Linked DNA regions of Lactuca sativa: region 1 is linked to region 2. The links are chromatin contacts, called in public Hi-C maps. All regions are on one chromosome and are shown on one strand. The core of a region is the stretch at or near the end of the contact, and the rest is flanking DNA. Distances in the headings are between cores, read along the strand shown. Region 1 holds the start of LOC111904146. Region 2 holds the start of LOC111904143 (TOM1-like protein 4).

Region 1 (3,115 bases), core at 436-2,935, 160 kb before region 2:
TAATCAATATAAGAGTATTATTGTAATTAAAAAAAATGAAAATTTGAATGATAAAGAAACATAGATACTACATACATAAGTGATTGATTTATGTAGAGATAAGAAACTGACCTTTGCCATGTTGAACGAAGGAAATCTTTGAAAAGCTTTTGAAAGAACATCATCATTAACCTCATTTCCAAGATCTCCACAAAATAGACGATAATCATCTGGAAAAACATCACTACAATCATCAACAACAAGATGAGATTTTGCTATCAGAAAATTACAAATCAGATGAAGAAAACTCACTTTCTGGCCACTCTGCAAGTGTTGGATCCTCCCAAGCTTGACCAGCTGCTTTACGAGGTATGGCTCTCTTTTTGACCTCTGCTTTATGCTCCACTTCACTGCTTGCAAGTGCAGCCTTTACACTTTCTAGAGCTTCAGGTGTAATTGTTTGTGCATCCCTTTGAAATAGCTGTTGTGCCTATTTTCAAAAAAAAAACATTTCTTTTGGTTTCAGTTAGGCGTTATGAGGGATTCTTACAAAGTCAGTTTGCAGGGTTTGGTATTTTGTTACTTTTCACTTGGTTCTTGGATCAATTATTACAATTTTGTGTAGAGTTTCTTTGTGCATCTTTATTGGTCATTCCACAATATGACACCCTTAGCTTCAGAGTCAAAATGACTTGTAATATGTATTATGATTGCTCAAGCTGCAACTAACCATTGAAGACTTCATTGGCTGATATCTGGAAAGCATTCCTTAATCATGTTTTTGTTGAGAAGGTTTATAAAGATAAGCCTCGCCAGATATATGGTTCAAGATGATTGATTCATTTCTTAATGATTATCTTGGCCAATAGAAAGGTTTGGATCATTTTACAGTTATACTGGAAACTCTGTGTTCTCTGAAGCCATATATTTTGACTCAAACACCCTTGTTTTGATCAAGTGTCAACTGTCAAGATCTTATATTCTTATATAGTTTAGGAGAAAAAACTAATTCCTTTAGTTACGAAGAAATGCAACAATCAGTTTTTGGCCAATAACATTAGGGCTTTCTTGGCCTATTCGATGTCTCAAACTTCTATGGATAAACATGTTACAAACTTAAGAGCATATACTTGGGAAAATTGAAAAGGCAGGTTTCTAAATCCTTCAAATTGATCCTACAATATATGTGTCAGATAGTAACGTTGTGGTTGATGGGGCAGCCTAAGTAGTCCCTACGCTAGTAATTGCTAAATGTTCCAAAATCATCTTGTAATTCTTCAAATTACTGGCATGGAAGTACGAACATTAAATGATCAACGCTTAACTGAAATAATTAATTAGGGTTGACAGAAATTACCTGCTGGAACTGGGGAAAGTAGACTCCAGGGACAGAAGTGGATGGAGTAGCGTAGGCGGGAGGTGGAGCGGGGAATTGAACGACCGAAGGCGGAGGAGGAGGAGCTGCAGCAGGGTATGTTTGGGGTTGTTGAAGGTGGAAGGGCATCGGAAAATACGAGCCATTGTTGTTGGAGTATGTGAACTGGGAAGAAGAAGATGCAGAGGAATTCGGTGGATTCGACATCTTTCCTTCAACAAACGGATCTCACGCTTCAGTTGTGAATTGGAGTAAAATGTTAGGGTTCTTGTTCGTTGATTCGGAATGAAATTGGGGAAGAGGGTTTTGAACTAAATATGTTTTGCAAAGTAAATTGGGAAATTTTTTTAATAAGTTTCATTTTGTGTCCATTTAGTAAATCCAGATTTATTTTTGTTCTTTGATTATTTAATTTTTTTTTATTATTTTTCTTTTTTTATATTAAGGGGGTGTTTGGCTTAGCTTTTCGCAGCCAAAAGTCCTTTTTGAAAAAGAAAAAGAGGTTTGGAAAAACTAGTTTTAAAAACTACTTTTGGAGATTTGATACAAGGAAAATAAACTTTTTGGAAAAGTCAAGAAAACCTGACTTTTTGTAAATTTTCCAAAAAAAACTTTTGAGCTGTGAAAAGCTAAACCAAACACCCCCTAAGTCAACTGGCATTGACTATGCAGAGGAATAATGGTGTTTGAGATTACTTTTTAACTTTAAAATGACTTATTCAATCACATATTTTTAAAAGCTTTCCAAAGATTTCCTTCCATCAACATAAGAATTTAAATAGGTCAAATAATGTGGGTGTTCAAGTTTTATCTAAGCAAAAGATGTCTTCGACTTGGGTTTCACTATCTCCACAACAGACAACAATATTCTTTATACATATTTAGGTTTTTGTACACAGTTAGTCATTATGACTGAGTTCTTCAGATTTTACTCACGGGCATCCTGCGTGGGACAATAATTAATGAGGTGTTCTCATATGTGACTCATCATTCACTTATATCAGTAACCTAATTCATAAATAGCTCAAATAATGTGGGTGCTCTAGTTTTATCTAAGCAAAAGATGTCTTCGACTTCGGTTTCACTATCTCCACAACAAACAACAATATTCTTTGTAATTACTTCCTCCCAACTCGAATTTGCACTTCCAACACAAAAGAATTAAGGAAGACGCTAAAATAATTTGCACTTCCAATACAAAATAACACCCTGACGAAAAGTTTTATGTATCTCCATAGCAGACAACGAGATTATTTGCGATTGCTTCATCCTAACTCAAATTTGCACTTCCAAGATAAATAATCTCGTTGTCTGTTATGAAGATATATGAAACTGAAGCCGAATACATCTTCAGCTTAGAGAAAACTAAGTCACTGTCATTATTTGATCGATTTGAGAATTAGGTTATTGATATAAGTGAGGGACGAGTTTATCTTATGTAAGATATCGTGAGCAAAATCTAAAGAAACTTATTATAATGACTAAATGTGAACAAAATCTAAAGAAACTTATTATAATGACTAAATGTGAACAAAATCTAAAGAAACTTATTATAATGACTAAATGTGAACAAAAACATTAAGGATTAAATGTATACAAACTGAAAATTATATTACCCTATCAAGTCATTTTTCTGGTTTAACCTGAAGTAGCCTGTAACATCCGGATTCCCAGGTATATCATATTATTCATTTATTTTGAGTTTTGGGGAGGAACTCGGCGAGTTGATGCTTAGACTCGCTGAGTAGGATCGCAAGTTCT
Region 2 (3,124 bases), core at 31-2,530:
AAAAATAATTTTATTTCAATTACTCTTCAAAGTTCAAAGCATATTACTATTGTAATTATAAAACATTTTTTCCAAATACAAAAGAATAAGAACCCAGTGTGACAACAAGGATTTTGGAGTTGTTGATGTCATTAAGATGATTTTTGAAGACAAATGTTACCAAAAAAGTTACTAAAACTCCGATATAAAAAATAAAAAATCATCAACTCATTAAATGGCTTAACTATTGTGGATGCGTTTACAAAAAAAAAAACAAAAAAAAAACCATTAAATCATTAAATAACTTAACTATTTTGGATGCCATTAATATGGACTAAAAATTACAATTAGAAAACACTAAACTTTTGGTCATTTTTTTTTTCGTCTAAAACTGATATTCTGCATTGTATAAAACTATATAAGTTAAAAAAAGATAAAGTAATTAATTATCTGATTGTTATTAAATATGAAAATGTAAGCCTATAATTAAAACTGATATTCTAGATTTGTATATATATTTTCCATCTTGCCAACTGAACAAAAGAAAAAGGATTATTCGAGTCAATTAGAAGCGCGTATGGTTTCGGTTTGGCCGGCCCAAGTCAACTCATGAGAATGGTTGACCAATTATCTGTCCCCATTTTTAATAAAATCATTCTTCATCCTAATTCTTATTTCTTATTTATTTTTCAACTTTTTCAAATGAAACTTAGGAAAAGAAAACTACAAAAATCTAAATTTTAAATATCAAACAAAATATGACCAAAATTACTAAATGATATTTATATAACAAAATTCTATATTTTTTAGTTTTGTAATAAAACGATTTTTATATAAAGTATCTAAGTAATTTTTTATTATGACTTGCGAACCAAGACATATCAATAATGATTAAATTCTTATTTGTCCGACTACATTAACCTCTTTTATTAATTTAATAATTTTTTACAATTTATGTAATTGAGATTAGTTATGCAATGATGTTTCAATCATATAAAACTAAAGGGTAATTTATTGTTTTTTTCATGTTAAAATAAGGTATTGTGATATATTTTCCATCAAAAATCAAATTTATACAAATTAAGTAAAATTAAAATAATATTACATAAAATGCATACTTAATTTAACATAGTTATGATAATATTTCCATAAAAATGTATAATTGCATTTATTATATATAACATAATGATGCCAAAACATAAAAAAAATATATGATAATATTTCCTAAATTGACTCGAAAGAAGTAAAATCGGCGTTCCTTTGGGTCCGAAATTGAGACCCGGATATCGGCATGGTATAAGAAAAAGGAAATTGAAGGGGTGACGCATACACAGACCGAAGAGAAAGTCATCTCCTTCTCTCTTGATTTCTGCTAAATTCTCTATCTACTTTTTCTACACTAAATTCCTAGAAGAAAAACCTGTTCTGGTCTTCTCTGTTACATAATTCTTGTTGACGGGTAAGCAATCCCCTGATCCTATCTATTTCTTTTCAGATTCATACTTTTTCCAATTCTGATCGTATTTCTACTTGGGTTTGAACGGGTCTTGGATGTTATCGATAACGATCGCATCATTTATCTGGGATTATTTCCTTTTGAATTATATTATTGATTCCTCGGAGCTTCGATCCATTAGGTTTTTGTGTATTTTAAAATTTTGTACGGCTTCAATTGAATCTCGAAATTTCTCGGATGGATGTGAATTCCTTTTGTCCTTTTTACGAATTTGAAGTTGTGATATGTACTTTTGAACTTTTAAGGGTTTTACATATTAATTTTTGTGGGTTTGTGGGAGATCATCGCAGGTTTAGACTGGTGAAGGACAAATTAAGAAATGTCAAATACTAATAATGCAGCAGCATGTGCTGAAAGGGCAACAAGTGATATGCTGATCGGTCCTGATTGGGCCATTAATATCGAGCTATGTGATCTTATCAATATGGATCCTGGGTATAACTTCTTTTTTTCCATTATAACACAACTACTCTATTTTCAATCTTTCAATTAATTAGCACATATGATTGCTTTCTCTCTCCATTTAATACATTTAATTGAAGCCACAGTTATGTATCTTCCATGTGGTATGTAAGTAGCTGAAAAAGTCTTTGTTGAAGAAATTCACAAGCTGATAATAGTTTTTTTTTTTTTTTGTGGGGTGATGATTTCTTTAGTAATTTCATCTTGCTGTTATGTTCTTGATTTTGCAGGCAAACAAAAGATGCTCTTAAGATACTAAAAAAGAAGCTCGGGGGTAAAAATCCAAAAATACAGCTCCTAGCTCTTTTTGTAAGTTATTCATTTCACTTTTGTCATATATTTCTATCATACAATGAAAGATATTTGTTACATGTTCTACAAGGAACCAACTTTATTCAAAAATCTTGTAAATTCTAAATAGGTACTTGAAACTTTGAGCAAAAACTGTGGAGAAAATGTGTTTCAGCAAATCGTTGAGCGGGATATCCTGCATGATATGGTCAAAATTGTAAAGAAGAAGGTATGGAATTTCTATCTTTAGTTTGTTTTCATTAAAGATTAAATAATGTTGATATTGATATGATGTTGCAGCCGGATTTAAATGTGAGGGAAAAGATTCTTATACTGATAGACACTTGGCAAGAAGCTTTAGGGGGAAGAGGGGGAAGGTATCCCCAATATTATGAAGCATACAATGACTTGAAGGTGATTGGTAAATATGTTTTGTACTCCAGTGATAGTATGATTTTGTAATTAAGAAGCATTGTAGTAGATGCACTACATTTAAAAAAATTCCAACTTCCTTGGCTTCCATTTAAGTTGGTGTACGTTGTTTCCTTTTCCTTTTTAAGTTTTTATATAAAGAAGCCAATACCGTTACTATGATATATAACTTTCAGATTTGCTAACTATGTAGTCTTTTAAGTAACAATATAAATTACCAAAACACTAAAAACCAAGTTGCAATATTATATTGTTTTGTTATTAACATTTTGTTTTATTGTTGTTGAATTGTTGACAGTCTGCAGGAGTAGATTTTCCACCAAAAGAAGAGAACAGTGTCCCACTGTTTACACCACCACAAAGTCACCCTATTGTGCACCCTACTTCACCCTATGAGGAAGCAGCCATTCAGGCATCCCTTCAGACTGATGCTGCTGGACTCGG

What was found. Hi-C and Micro-C count contacts between places; a contact is called where the count stands out from the background.
Region 1: a Hi-C map of leaf shows a contact between it and region 2, with 5 times the contacts expected there. The contact joins the promoter of LOC111904146 here to the promoter of LOC111904143 in region 2. A contact is called at or near these places in 2 of 4 Hi-C or Micro-C datasets (leaf and seed).

Annotation. Positions count from the first base shown.
Region 1 is chr1:11,645,705-11,648,819 of Lsat_Salinas_v11, reverse strand. It overlaps LOC111904146, which reads right to left and starts at 1,685. Exons shown (of 6, transcript XM_023899919.3): 1 at 1,337-1,685; 2 at 292-469; 3 at 112-209. The coding sequence starts at 1,561.
Region 2 is chr1:11,485,298-11,488,421 of Lsat_Salinas_v11, reverse strand. LOC111904143 (TOM1-like protein 4) reads left to right here and starts at 1,280. Exons shown (of 10, transcript XM_023899916.3): 1 at 1,280-1,438; 2 at 1,786-1,930; 3 at 2,188-2,266; 4 at 2,379-2,477; 5 at 2,549-2,662; 6 at 2,979-3,124. The coding sequence starts at 1,815.